2 separate regions of the Sus scrofa genome follow, and region 2 is linked to region 1. Evidence: chromatin contacts called from public Hi-C data. All regions are on one chromosome and are shown on one strand. The core of a region is the stretch at or near the end of the contact, and the rest is flanking DNA. Distances in the headings are between cores, read along the strand shown. Region 1 overlaps ZNF608 (zinc finger protein 608). Region 2 holds the start of ZNF608 (zinc finger protein 608).

Region 1 (7,406 bases), core at 3,471-5,970:
TAAGTAAAGCACTTAGTCAACGTTCTTACATTTATTTTCTGTCTTTACCGCCCCCCCCCAGCGGGGGGACAGTAACACACATGTTAATAACTGCCTGTTGTGTAAAATTAGTGCTTATTAGTTTCGGATTGCCGTCTTTGCAGCTTCAGAGGAGACCTCAAATTCAACTATATCAAGATTCCGGGAGCAAATCTCAGCTCAGTGTGTCCAGAGCCTTCAACGTGTTAGTGACTAATTTGGTCCCTTGCACAAGCTTTCATCTTTATCGTAACTCGAGACTTAGAATTTGTAGTCTGTCCTTAGATCCAGCAGCTACTTGAATATTTTAGTTGGTTTTTCTCTGAATCTTTTCGTCACTTATTTCTGGGCCGTGAGACAAAGGACCACTCAGGGAAGAGCTCTTATATAAGAACGGGCTACCCACGCAGTTTTGTTTTGCGTACTTTCCCAAAAGTACTGTTGTGGGCCACGGTAGCCAGTGATATTTGTGAGTTTAATGTGCTTTGACCAGGCATTCTTGGTTGAATTAGAAAAGTCTGATTTAATTTTAAAGTTGAGTTGAACGAGAATGGCACCAGAATATGTAGTCTGAGGCACCAAGAGACTTCGATCTCTTTAACTCTCACCTTTTGGGAAAGCTCATCAAATCTCGTTATTACATCCACGTATCTTGAGGTCGGTATACCATCAAACACACAAATGGAGCAGAACTGAACTGAAAAAAGAGCTTTCCCTTGACTCACTTGAAAAAACATGCACGCATTTCTAGGTACTAATTCATATATAGTGATATGCTACATAAAGCAGCATAATCTATCCCGTGGCTAAAGGTGGTAGAATTTTGTGACCCAGAATCTCTAAATCAAAAGCTAAGTAAAACACCAAGCCATAGTGTTTTTGTGCTTTTTTTTTCTGTATGGTAGAAATTTGATTTCCACCCTGTCAACAGTGTGACAGCATTCAGACTCTAGGCTGTTGGGTAACAATTTGAGCAGGTTTGGGTGGGACCTAACTGTGCGGCTGGCTTGGTCTGAGTGCCTGAGGGACCCAGTGCACTTGAGGGACCGACCTGGCCACCGCCTTCCTCTCCTCTGTCCCCAGGAGGCCTGTTTGAGCAAGAAAGGCATGGTTTGCCTCATTTTTTCTTTTGGACCAGTAATTCTGCAGCCTTTTCAGAGGGCTGCATTCCTCAAAGGAAGCTGGAGTGGAATTTCGTACCTTCACCCTGAGGCCATCCGGTCTGCTGCTAGCTGCTCACAAATCTACCAGTTTCAGCTGAAACAGATCTGTAGCTATTTTAAGCAAAGGACACCAGAAGGAAATATGTTTTGACCTCATTTCTCCATCCATTCTTCCCGTGTACTAATCCGTACAGATATTTGCCGTGAAAAAAAATATTTATTTGATGTTCCATATGCCACCTCCTAGGTGTTAGCGTGGTTCTGCCAAACAGCCCGTGTTGGTATTAGAACTCGCGATTCAGGGTCTGTGGTGGATACAAATCAGATTTGGGTCCTGCGTGTGGGTGTGGGTGTGTAACGTGTGTGTGCGCGCGCACAGATGTATGTTTCCACTGTTTGGAGGATTACAAGGCAACCTGAAAAGATGTTAAATGTTGAGTCAGGTCTTCTCTCTGTTGAAAAGAGGTGTATAAAACACACCCCCGATGATGAGCAGCAATTAACAGTGCATTACTTTCTGGAAAAGACTTCAAGCTGGCTGCCCTGCAGGTCAGAGTCAATAAAGACTGAGTTACTAACAATAGCCTTTCTCTCTCCCTGAAGCCTTGGACTTAACCCTAACTTCATCAGACCAGAGAAGAAGAGAATAATGAGAACAATGAGAGTCTTGGAGGTTGACTTGGGCCTAAGGCTCGGAGGCCGTAAAAGCTGTCAGAGCGCCTGATGGATTGGCTCTCACGCCTTAGTCCCCAGCGCAAAGCACTGACGCTGCAGCCTCTTCTGAGAGGCTTGATGTGCCACCTGGGGTCAGAACTTATCAGCCTGCGGGGTAATGTTTCAGATGAGGCCAAAGTGCAGTCAATAATTTATACGGAAATTTGTGCTCAGAGTCACAAGGAAGGCAAGTTTTGACTTGAAGTCTTGTGGGTCCAAAAGAGACGTCTGGGTCCACGTCAGAGCTTCCTGCTACCATCATTGTTGTGTGTGTTAGTAGCACTTGAGGCAGACTTGGAGAATTGCAGTCAACATGGGATTTTTATTTAGCATGTATCCCCCGCAGCTTAGATTGCAGGAATTCCGGAATCAATAGGTGAATGGGGCAAGGAACCAGCAGCTGTTTGGAAGGTCTTAAACCCCAAAGTAAATCACCTCTAGGATGTAACCTAGTGACTTTGGAAACTAATGAAGCGTGCACCACCGGTGTCGGTTTACAGGCTCTGGAATTGGGGCGGGTGGTACTGAGAACAGGGAGAGTAATGTGAGGTCCCATCAAGGATGGGAAGAGAGGCACATTATCAGAGAGGAGTTAGGTTTCAGTTGGAGCCCTGGAGACCTTCAGCCGGTTTGCCAGGACATGTCACCCCGAGTTCGCTGAGGGGGCTGTGTATGCGGGAGTGTGTGTAGACAGCATCTCTGCGTCCACATAGACACATGTGTGTATACACACGGTAGATAGAAATAGACAGCCAAGCTGCCACACTGACCGAGGCTGGTCAATCAATAACCAGCTAAGTTTTGTTCTGCTCCAGCAAAACGATGGCTTGCTCCAGTAAGTGCTAACAAAGGCCCTTTTCCCTGCGCTCCGCGCTCCGAGAGCACTATTAGTCACGCTTCATTAGGCTTGTTTACAGAAAAGAGCTGGTCTCCAAGCACGTTATTGAAATACTTGTAACTCTGTGGGGCTGTTTTCTTCCCTGAAAGGTAAGAACTTTGGAATGTGGGGTGGGGGAGGATGGGAAGGCGGCCTCGGATCCTTGTCGGGGAAACCGGTCTGGGCAGCTGACGAGTTTGCCAGTAACCCCCTGCCTGCCCCCCAAGAGAAGAGCCTTCTAATTGCTCTTGTCCAGGTATTGGGGACCTTGGATTTTGCTTTTTGGTCATTGAGACCAATGTCAGCTGTGCATTTTGCTGTTCCTGAAACGTGAGGGTTCCTTACCCCCCAACATCCAGAGAGGAGGGCTCAGAGATTGAGAACTGCATTCCTCAGTGGCTTTTCTCTTGGATGGTGCCTTTTCATTGGTTGAAACTGGTGGTGGGCGGAGTTCCTGTCTTGGCTCAGCAGCTAAGGAACCCATCCAACTAGTACCCATGAGGATGCAGGTTCAATCCCTGGCCTCGATCAGTGGGTTAGGGATCCGGTGTTGCCATTGCCGTGAGCTGTGGTGTAGGCCACAGATGGAGCTCGGATCTTGTGTTGCTGTGGTATAGGCAAGTGGCTACAGCTCTGATTCGTCCCCTAGCCTGGGAACCTCCATAGGCCGTGGGTGCGGCCCTAAAAAGTAAAAGAGAAAAAAAAAAAAAAAAAGAAGAAGAAGAAATTGTTGGTGGTGGGTATAGAAGTAATAATGGTCCTTAATGTTGGAATTTGTAGCTCCTGAGATTCTAAGAGAATCATTACAATAAGCCCGGTCACCAAGAATATAGAATGATGAGTGTAGATGCCCGTATCTGAGGATGCTTTACTAGAAGTCATGAAGGAAGGCTTGCCTGCTGCTGGCTGTATTGTGGCACGGGGAATTCTTAGTATTTGGGCATCTCCCTGCCTCCTTCGGCTGGTGGACCCAGGTCATAAGAGAGGCAAAGAGGTGAGGAAGACAAAGTCCATTTGCTGAGTGACTATTTTGTGATACTACCCAGGTTAACTGCTTCCATAAATGACACCTTCTTTGATAGTCATATTTTTCCTACTTAATAGATAGGGAAACTGAAGCTCAGAAAAGTGCAGTTCAAGGTGAAACAGCTAAGAAGCAGGCTTTGAGCCCTGTGGGTCTGTCTCCGGAGCCATCTCTTCAGGGGCTTAGGCTGTTCTCTTCAATCCCCAGGCACTCTTATTCTTTTTCCCTTGTCTGGTCCTTGAAGAAAATCCACTGCAGACTGAGCTTGATTAAACTTAATTCCTTCAGGTTTTTTTTTTGTTGTTGTTGTTGTTTAAATTAAGTTCCGAGCCTGAGCCATAACTCTGTGGCTTCACTAAGCAGAGGATGCCAACTACCTCCCACGCTGCTTGCTGGGCATGGCCACCCCCAGGTGAGAGGGAGGGTCCCCCCAAGGGCAGAAATCTCATCCATCTCATTGCCTTTCATTGTGAGGGTGCAGATTTCTCGTTTTTTCTGAGATCTGCATTCCTTGTTTCCTTTCTAGATATGCAAAGATGGTGAATTTTAGGTGACACATAAAATTACACCCCTTTGGGACATTCCCTTGTGGTGCAGCAGGTTAAACATCCCAAATTGCTGCAGCTAGGACACAGGTCGCAGTGGTGGCACAGGTTCCATCCCTGGTCCGGGAATTTCCACATGTCACGGGTGCGGCCAGGAAAAGAAAAAAAACCCCACAAAATTCATGCCCTACACATGCAGAGCCTTCCATTGACACACACAAACACATGCACGCACACGGTTGAGAGGCAGTTCCTCTTTTTCAGCTGCTGTTGTAAATTGCTATTTTAAATTTCAGCAAGTGGAATAATAGCAGAGTGATCATTTCCAGTAAATGCTGTTGGCCTTTGTAAAGAATGGCTTGTTCAGAGGTTTTATGATTTACAGGGACACAGCTGGTGGCCAGCAGAGCTGTAGGAATGTGTGCTCTCCTGGGCCCGGTAGAGCTGCAGATGAAAGGGGCCCAGAGCTGGCACAAAAGCAAATAAGCGCTCTGGCTTTAAATAAAGCATCATAATTTATATGAAGCCTGGCTCTTCAGTCCCAGGGAGATACATGCATCAGTAGCAGCTTTTTGATGTGAGTATAATTGTCAATTGCTTCCCACTGTCTCCTTGTAGCTCAAGGACTGGGGATGGTAGGAAATGACTTTAAAAACGCAGTCCTGAAATCTAGAGTTGTGTTACGCAGATTCTGACAAGCTGTGCACTAGCATCTCAATCTAAACGGCTCATCTCCCACCTGGATGGCGCTCCAAGAGGTTCGTGAGGAAGACAGATGAGGAGAGGTGTTGAGTGAACTGATACCTTCGTCTTCTCTTTCGCAAGTCTACCCCCTCCCCCAAGTCTGTGAGGGTTTTCAGTCTTAGATTTTATTTCCTTTGTATCTCTCAGTTTCATTCATCTTATAGTTACTTTGCCTCTGTTGCTTCCACCAGAGGGGGAGCAATGGGCAAGAAACAGACTTCTGCCTCACTTGGAATGGGTAGGGCGTGGGAGGGGGGTCGGGGTGGGAGACGGGTATCTGCTAAATGACTTGACACATTCATGGCTTCCTGTGCCTTTTTCCCCCTTTGCCCCCCAGGGTACTTGCTTTTAGGGGCAGTGGTATAGGGGGGACTTTGTGCCTTCAGGATATTTTTGGTCTGGTTTTACTATTCTCTGGTTTTCAAGTTGAAGAAACAGCATTGTGGAGGTATCCTGGCTGTAGACGTGGTTAGCTGAAAAGATCCTGTAGTTAATATTAAGTGCAGGAAACGACTGGACCTGATGATTTGAAAGGCCTGCATTCTTTCAGTTGCTTATCTTCAGTGGCATGCGAGGCTAAAAGTGGGAGCGTGTAGAGGCGGTTTTCCTCTCCTTCTGGGGGATCTTGGCTGTCTCTTGGCTGCCAGGGGCCCCTGGTACAGAGCTGTCTCCTAGAATAACACTCTTAAAGGAACGTTGTATCAGCAGGTAAGAAAGCAATAACCGTGTCATTATCATGGCGTTTGACAGGCTAACTTCAGTAAATGCTTATCAAATACCTTTCTCAAACTTTTGAATGCTTATATTTAAAGGGAGGGGAAAAAATGATCTCCTAACGAGCTAATAATTAAAGCTTGTCAGACTGGACTGGGGGAGGCGAGTCCATTCTGTTACTGTTGGCATTGAACCCTTGTCTTCCCAGGGAGAAAAGAAAAGGGGGCCCAGGGGATGAGAAATCATTCTGCTACTCTAGTGAGGAAATGGTGCCACAAAAAAAAAAAAAAAAAGAGAGAGAGGGCCTGAGGAACCTGCTGGCCCTGGAAACCATTCATCTAAGTGCATCTGATTTCATGTACACTAATGCGTGCCTGTGAAGGAGCAGGAGAAAATACGAATTTAGAACTTTGCCCCAGAAACCAGAATGGTGCCATTGCCTATCTCCGTGTTATCAAGCCTCAAGGCACACCTTCCTGAAACATTCCATCAAAGACAAGAAATGAAACCTCTTTGTACAAATGTGTACCCACGAACATGTACTCTGCACATGTTCCTGTTCAGTTAATGCATTTAAATTGCTCCAAATGTCTGTTTCTGAGGCTGTGTTTTCTGTTGCGTCTCTTCTGTCTTCCTCCCTTTCTGCCTCCTCCCCTCCTTCATCCATTAACTTTTACCTGTTAGGTTTGGGCCGAGTCTTAATGGATCACAATCTGAAAAGCATCCTCTTGGGTGCACAGAGGTGGCTTTTGACGCAACCTGGCTAAGTGTCCGTGCCCTTGTTGAGGCAGGTTCAGGAGACTCGTTCTCTCTCTCCATCCCCCCAGTAACAGTATCACTTTAAACTTGTCCTGCTGTCTGTCCCCAGATGGGGACTCTGCACAGAAATGAGTGGAGACACTGCCTAAGCAATATGGCTACATGCTGTGGTGTGAATGGGCTGCTGTATTTTATTGAAATATATTTATATAAATATATATATTCCCCCCAACCCCCCAAAAAAAACCTAGCCTAACTTAAAAGCAATTTGTTTTATGATCATGTTTAAAATTACTTCCTAAACATCTCCATGTGATTTTTTTTCCATTATACTATTGGTACCCCAAAATGTCTATAATGATACCCGTGAACTATGAACCTTGCTAAAATATCAGTACTGATTATTTAAAAGAAGTAAAGCCCCTTTTTCGTTAGTGTTATTTGAGTTCTAATGACCTTTTTTTATTTTTATTTTTTAAGTTGTATCTTGGGCTGTCACACTTCATGGATGCTGAGCCTTGTGTCAGATCCTTGGTCAGTGACAGTACTGTCCCCATCCACGTGTGTGGTGCAGGCTCCCCTGCCCGTGTGTGGGACAGCATGTCTGTGTTCCTGGAGGTGCCTTATACAAGCCTTATTCCTGTTCCCTCTTTTTCCCCACAAGACGTCTTCACAGGCCATTGTATTTTCTAGAAGCGGGGCAGGATAATGTTACTAGGGAAGCGAGAAAAGAAAAGCAGCGAGAGCTTCTTTGCGCTGCCCAGTCAACTGGATATCGACCACCTGTCTTCACGGGAAAGAAATAGATGGCAGTGAATAAGCGAGAGTCTAGTTTTCCAAGAAGCTCA
Region 2 (7,406 bases), core at 2,884-5,383, 88 kb before region 1:
TGTGATTTGCTTTTACCCAGGGAGTGTGTTGGAGGAATGCTTCTATCCTTTTTGAACTTCATCAGGTCTTATTTTCTATGCCTTTTCAAGTATAGTGATTTTAAGAGCTAATCATTGATTTTTTCCAAGCTGATATCACACATGGGATAGCCATGGTCTTCCAAAGGCTGAAATATAGATAATACTCCAAGGAGACTGGGAGTGCCTGAGTAATCTGGTTCTTTGAGGAACCGTTCTTGTGAAAGAAAGAAGCAAAGTTAAAAAATCATTGTGTATGTCCTCTTATCAATGGGACACACACAAATTGTAAAATGTGTACATTCAAAGATATAAAACAAACGTCATAGTTAAAATGGAGTATAAGTAGATATCAGATTGTCTCATCTGCCCCATTTTATTTGTTAATGTACATCTTTGATTTGAATACAAATCTATTTAAGGAGATCTAAAGACATAAATTTCATTCCTCTAGTTTACATACCTCAGCAAAGTATGGAAACTGCTACTTCGTACTATTTGCAGCATCAAATCTAGGTCATCTTGGGTTGTGAAACAACTAATAGGCATTTTAAAAAGTGGAACTAAATATACTAAAAGTCCAAATATGAGTCAACAGCCATAACTTAAAACATGTAACTTAAATATCTTCACTGACCCACAAAATCATCATTGGATATTTATATCATAAGCCATCTTCTGCTAGGTCTAAGTCGCTTTGTGTCCACTTGACTCAGTTAAGACTTAAATTGCAGTTGTCATGTGGAAATTACAAACCCAGTAGTGTTGGATCTTTAAAACTTGCTTTTTATTAAATTCAGAGCACCGTTTGATTTTAAAATTTCCATATTACAGCTCTTAATAACAATGAAAAATTAAAACTAAAGGGACTTTAAAAGCTTAATATATATAAATACATTAGCCTAAGTATTTTCGCTGTTACAGTACAATACTGAACTTGTTATTTCACATTAACTTTTCTTGTCCTGTGACCTCAGAGTCCCATTAACTTGGTTGTTGGCATTTGTCCTACAATAAATTCTAAAATATGTTTGTGTTTTTGGTGGACTGCACAGGTGCAGTATTCAGTGGACTCTGACACCCCTCTCTCCCCAAGGTAGGGTTAAAGATTTGGGGGAAGGAGAACTCTGACAATCCTTCCGTTTAAAAATGGTACAGGGACTGTTTAAGGGGTTAATCTTCCTAGTGTATTTATCTCCCACAAATCGATTTTTTAAAAAAATGAGTCTGACCCGAGGTGTTAATATGGTTGGCTGGGACCTTATTTTTTATTTTTTTGGAGCGCCTAGGACCAGGTGGAAAGCTTTGTTACTAATTCCAGGGAAGAACCTTTGACGTAGTGGTGGTTAAATGGTTGCCAGTGTTCACACTTCATTGCTTGTGGACCAGAAGACTGGGAACAAAAGGGTTACTTGTTTCCTCACCGCCGCCTTCACCCCCAGATCGATTTTTCTTATTTAATCAGCGAGTAAAATGAGAGACACAGGGATTAAAAAAAAAAAAAAAAAAAGGAAGAAGGGCAAAGTGGTGGGGAAGGGTTGAAAGCCAGAAGCTTCAATACAGAAAATCAGTCTTGGGAGTTCGCGCTGCCGAGTCCTTGCAACACGGAAGGGAAGCCAGCAAAACGCTCGCAGTTATTTCCACACAGCCAGGCTCCCTTTTCGCTCGCTACGCGCTAGTGGCTCATTTGGCTTCCCTCTGCCACCGAGCGATCACATACATTATTTCCCCCAAGATAACACAATCAAACTTGTATTTACCGACATCCTCTCCTCGCAGCCTGTTTGAGATTTGTTTTAATAAATAAGTATTTTATGTGAATGATGTAGTAATTGAAACAGGCGCACCATTTTTTCCCCCATCTTACTGCAGGAGGTTCCTCAACCCCAATCTGGTTGGAAAATAAAACGCTTTGTCTCCACAACCACCCCCCACCGCACCCCCACCCGCTCTCAGTGTGTGTTTTATACGTGTGTATATCTCAACCCCCTACAGTAGCCAAGAGAAAGCAGCTAGCCAATGAGAGAGCCCAGTTTCATAAAAGCTGCTCTCTGATTGGCCGGATGAGAAAGGGCAATGGGAACAAAGAAAAGTCCCTTTCAGGTATAGAGGCTGAGAGCTCCTTTTGCTCCACTCCCCCTGTGTGTGTGTTGTGTTTCAGTCCTGATTTCAGTGTTGCAGAACAAGCTTGTTGTGTGTGTGCACCAGGGGGATTTTTCTTTTTTTTTAATTTTAATTTTTGCTTTTATAAAAAATACACAGGACGGTCTGTGACATTTGATGGTCCATCTTCTTTAATAATAAATTTGTTGAAGAGATTATAATTTCCAAAATAAAGCGGCTGCAACTAAACACATTCAATGCAGTTAGAAGGAAAAGGTCAACTCGATCCAATACAGACCGTAAGTACGGTTGCGTGGTGTGTCTCTATATAGCACTTAGCGGGGACTTCATGCAGGGGAATGTGCGAGTTTTATGCATTGAAATGAGGAACTAGTTACAGGGTTTGGCTTTTGCATTGAGAACAACAACCCAAGAAGGGTGAATTTTTATTCAGTGGAGGGTGAAGCATTTGTAACTTCTTCACACAAATTAAGCTTGACTGGGCACTTGGGGTAACTTAGAGTAAATTACCTTTTGGGCTCTAACCCAAGGAGAATAAAAGTGACACAGTTACAAATCCTGATCTGCAGTGTCCATTCTCTAGCGCACCTCACCCCACCCTCTCCTATCCTAGCTGGGCAGGACCCTCTTCCAAACCGAGCCAGGAAAATGGGGGCAAGGGCAGAGCAAGCCGATTTCTGTCTCTTGTCACATCTAGTGCCCAATAATTTAATATTAAACAAGGGAATAGTCACCCATTACATGTAATGGTTATAATTACCGTTTTCCACCTCCTTAAAAAAGCAAGCAGCAAAAACACCATTAAGGAGAAAAAAAAAAAAAAGCCCCACCCAACCCAAACAAACCCACAAATAGTAACAATGGTGTGTTTATTACAGGACCTGCCTAGGGAGCTAGCAAAATGTTTTTCTTTGTTTAAGACATTGGTGGGGGGGGGGTCCCTAAAATCCAAGTAGCTTGGAAGTGCCCTCCCCGCTCGCCTGGTCGTCCCCATCCCGGCCCCTTGGGAAAGCCGACAAATTGGAGATAAGTTGAGGAAAGGTTTATAAGGTGTTTCTTTAAAACATCTGCTTTGCTCTTGTGCTCATTACATTTCACTCCTTCCGAACTTCCGAGCCTAGATCTGCGAGAAATGTTTCACATTCATAACTTGTAGCTGCTCCCACTGCAAGGGCGGGGGTGGGGGGAGGCGGCGGTGGGGAGAGTGTGTGCAGGGGGAGGGGAGAGACCTTCAGCTTTTTTTTTAAAGACCAGATCAGTATTTTCTTGATACGCTTGTCACCATTTTTGTTCTCACGACAACCAATTGAGCCCTTGATCCTCACGTGATGTGAAAGGCTTGCACTGTAACAAAATCGCTTCTTTTAGATGGTTGGTTGTTGCTAACTCGCCCATCCCCCTCTCCCAGCCCCGACATTTCCAGCAAAGCGACTCTCCACTTCCAATCCATCAACAATTCATTACTGCTTTTAGCTTCCAAACGCCAGCTAATTAAAAATACTAAGCCAAGCTCTGGGGCCATCTGACTAAACACAGGAGGGGGTGGGCGAGGGAGGAGGAGGAGAGAAAAATAAATAAAAAGGAGACGCACCGTTTGCTGCGACTATAAATGGGAAAAACTGTCCTGAAAAAGGTCGCCTTAAAAAAATCTTTTTTTTTTCCCCTCTAATTATCGAATTACCACATGACTGATTGACTTGAGCGACAGCAGATTTTTTTTTTTTTTCTCCCCCTCAGGGACTTATACTAGGAACTCGGTTCCTTTTTCTTAAAACAACATAAAACAGGAAAACATCACATCCTTTAGGTTTCGAAGACTGAACCAATTTTAAACGCCGTTATTTTCCCCACCCCGCCGACCCCCGCCCCGAGCGAAGGCTGTTAAAACTGGTTTATCAGCTCCCTGAATACTCTGCTCCCCTCCCCCTCGCACCTTTCTTGTTCTCCTCTTGCCGGGCTTCTCGTCCCCCCCCTTTCCTCCTCCCCCCTCCCCACCCCCCGCGTCCCCCTCCTTTCCTCTTAAGTTAGTTCAAGAAATCAAATCTGTCAGGACGGGCGGAAAAATGCCACTTCCCGACTAACAGGCGGAATCCAGCCCAGATTTTCAGTCCTTTCTTCTTATTCTTTCTTCCCTTTCACTAATTTATCCCGATGTTAGCACATTCTGTCTTGTTACTAGCGGACGCCTGTAGGTTTGCTACATGGGATCATTACTTACTGATCACGGTGACTCTGAAGTCTGGAACTGAAGGCGGAATGAGAAGTTGGGAAAACTTTTTTCTCTAAGCTCGCTCTCTTTTTTTAAAAAACTATTATTCTCGATGCTTGTTAAGAGGAAAAAACCCTTTTGGTGCTTCTGTTGTGAATGTGAAACATTATCTTCCAGCTGTACAGTGACACATTTTTTTAAGGAGAAAAGGACTGATTCGTTTGCCAAAAGGGGGATGGGGAGGTGGAATAATGTTATCGAGTGATTATTCTGGCTGAGATGTGTTATTTGGTTCCTTCCTTCTTGATCATTTGGTGTTTAAGTAAAATGAGGCACAGGCTTGTTTGCCGAGTGGAGTGGGAAAGGCATTTTGATTTGCTGGCCTAATTAAAAAATGATAAAGGATTAAAGGTAAGCAATGTCTGTGTGTGTGTGTGTGTGTGTGTATGTATATTTATTTTTTTTTTCTTGACAACTGTTAAAAAGGGGCTGATCCCTTTAAAAACCGTTTTAACTGATCTTTGTCAAACACACACTCATTTGCGGTCATTGAGGCCACCTTGGCGCAGATCACTTAAAGTGTATGTCTTAATCAGTTTCCCGTACAGTCAGTAGCACCATATTTAACAGACTGAGCAAGTCTGTGACCTAGGAATACGGTAGAATTGTTTAGATGTAATTTTTTTTCTCTCCAAAGGCAGATATTTAGCCTTTTATTTAACACTGTCTTTTCTTTAATAGAGAAATGCTCTTAAAGACGTGTGTATATTTCAAGAATAAAATTGTATTAACTGTTGGGAAAGACAGGATAGGAGAGGGGGTATGGGTATGGGGGGGCGTATTGGTTGTTTGTTTTTTTTTTCTTTTTTTTTTGTTTTTTTCCTGTTCCTTACTGGGAACAAAAACAGATTGCCCAGACAATTTGTAAAAAGAAGTAATAAAATTAGAAATGAGAAGAATTTAGTAACATCATTCTGAAACTAGTCTCAGAGAACTTCCAGGGTCTGGTCTTTTAAATTGCAAGATCTAGGACATGTTTAAGGATGTTTAAAGCGTGTTCCTTCCTCTTGTCTGAGTGTTCAGGCTGTGTTTCTGGGGTTGTTATCATGTGTATGTGCCAGAAAGAAAAAATCCTAAACTCTCTTTTTTTTTTTTTTTTAAACCTTTCTGGACTTGACTCAGATCCTTAAGATATTTTGATGCCTTTAAAAAAGTGATTATCCTTGTGCTGTTCATAAAGGGTTTTTCTTTTTTAGCTACTGTGAGATGCTTACTGTCATGGGTATGTTTTTCGGGTTTGGTTATTTTCCTTTAAACCTGATATTGGACTGTGGAGACAATACATGAACCACTTTACTCTCCATCCTTCCCTGTACCCCTTACTGACTCCCCAGTATTAATCGTTTTTTATTCTGGTAACACCCAGACAAGAAATATTCGACTTTTCCCCCCTTCACAGGAAAAGGTGGACCTGGACTGAAGGGTGTAAAAATCCCTGGACACATTCCTGGGGCAGGAAAAAGAAGAGGAAGATTAGAAGATTTTTTTTTTTTTTTTTTTTTTTTTAAGAGAAAGCCCAGCGGAGCTAAACGAATGTCCCCTCATCTCCAAAGGAAAGTTCATCGGATTTTTATTCTAGAGAGCTCATCTTCAGGATGTCAGTGAACATTTCTACGGCAGGAAAAGGTGTGGATCCAAATACGGTTGATACTTATGACAGTGGCGATGATTGGGAAATCGGGGTTGGAAATTTAATAATTGATTTGGACGCTGATTTGGAGAAGGACAGACAGAAATTTGAAATGAATAATTCCACCACCACCACTAGCAGCAGCAACTCCAAGGATTGTGGAGGTTTGGCCTCAAGTGGGGCCGGTGCTACCGCAGCCTTAGCTGATGGCCTAAAATTTGCTTCTGTTCAGCCCTCTGCTCCCCAGGGGAATTCACACAAAGAGACCAGCAAATCAAAAGTGAAAAGGAGTAAAACTTCTAAGGATGCTAATAAATCTCTGCCTTCTGCTGCCTTGTATGGGATTCCCGAGATCAGCGGCACTGGCAAGAGGCAGGAAGTCCAAGGGCGCCCTGGAGAGGCAACTGGCATGAATTCAGCGCTGGGTCAAAGTGTGAGCGGCGGCGGCGGCGGCGGCGGCAACCCGAACAGCAATAGTACCAGCACCGGCACCCCCGCTGCCACCGCGGGGGCGGCCTCCTGTGGGAAAAGCAAAGAGGAGAAGCCAGGTAAAAGCCAGAGCAGCCGAGGCGCCAAGCGGGATAAGGATGCGGGGAAATCCAGGAAGGACAAGCACGACCTGCTTCAGGGCCACCAGAATGGCAGTGGCAGCCAGGCCCCCTCCGGGGGGCACCTCTATGGCTTTGGGGCCAAGAGCAATGGAGGTGGCGCGAGCCCCTTCCACTGCGGGGGCACTGGGAGTGGCAGCGTCGCGGCTGCTGGGGAAGTTAGCAAAAGTGCCCCGGATTCAGGGCTCATGGGAAACTCTATGTTGGTAAAGAAGGAAGAGGAGGAGGAGGAGAGCCACAGGCGAATCAAGAAACTGAAAACTGAGAAGGTAGGATAAAGTCGCCTTCCTAGATCTCGTACTTTCCTCTTTGTGTGTATTTGTGTGGGTGTTGGGGGGGGGGTGCCTCTGTGTGCCTCACACCTCTTCTTCGTGCTTTCTGGCTCTTTGTGAGATTTCTGTGCATCCTTTCTACGGACGGTGGGGATGGATGGGGGAGCTTACTTGGTGCAGTGTTTAGCTCTTGCTTCAGCTGCTGCTTGTGCTAGCGTTTGGGTCCCCAGGTGGGAGGGCCTGAATGTTCAAAGAACCTTTCCCCCCACAGGAGGGCTCCTGGCCAGTCAGCCAATTGCGGTGTGCTTTTAATAGAAAACCTGCTCCTGTACCCACTTAACTCTTGTCCTTGTTTCTTGTTGAAGGAGAACTGTCTTCTGTTTTCCTTCACATGTCCCAGAATTTCTGGGTACTGTGTCCTTAGGTGCAAGGTTCATGTTCCCTCCTGGGAGAGGTATGTTGAGGATTCCGATTTACACTCCACC

What was found. A called contact is a pair of places that touch in the nucleus more often than the background predicts.
Region 2: a Hi-C map of skeletal muscle shows a contact between it and region 1, with 4 times the contacts expected there. The contact joins the promoter of ZNF608 here to the enhancer-like site in region 1. A contact is called at or near these places in 17 of 47 Hi-C or Micro-C datasets (alveolar macrophages, brain, embryonic fibroblasts and 10 more) and 1 of 2 datasets of contacts at active chromatin or transcription factors (skeletal muscle).

The regions. Positions count from the first base shown.
Region 1 is chr2:128,066,560-128,073,965 of Sscrofa11.1, reverse strand. The region is part of intron 3 of ZNF608 (zinc finger protein 608); the gene reads left to right. Among named protein-coding and RNA genes, the nearest start is that of ZNF608, 87 kb to the left of the region's middle. Within about 2 kb of position 4,720, at least 12 of the 83 cell types and tissues checked have an H3K27ac peak or open chromatin away from gene starts, as enhancers often do. A contact at or near this core is called in omental adipose tissue and skeletal muscle, where this site is marked.
Region 2 is chr2:128,153,496-128,160,901 of Sscrofa11.1, reverse strand. It overlaps ZNF608 (zinc finger protein 608), which reads left to right and starts at 4,133. Exons shown (of 13, transcript XM_005661601.3): 1 at 4,133-4,762; 2 at 5,811-6,918. The coding sequence starts at 6,007.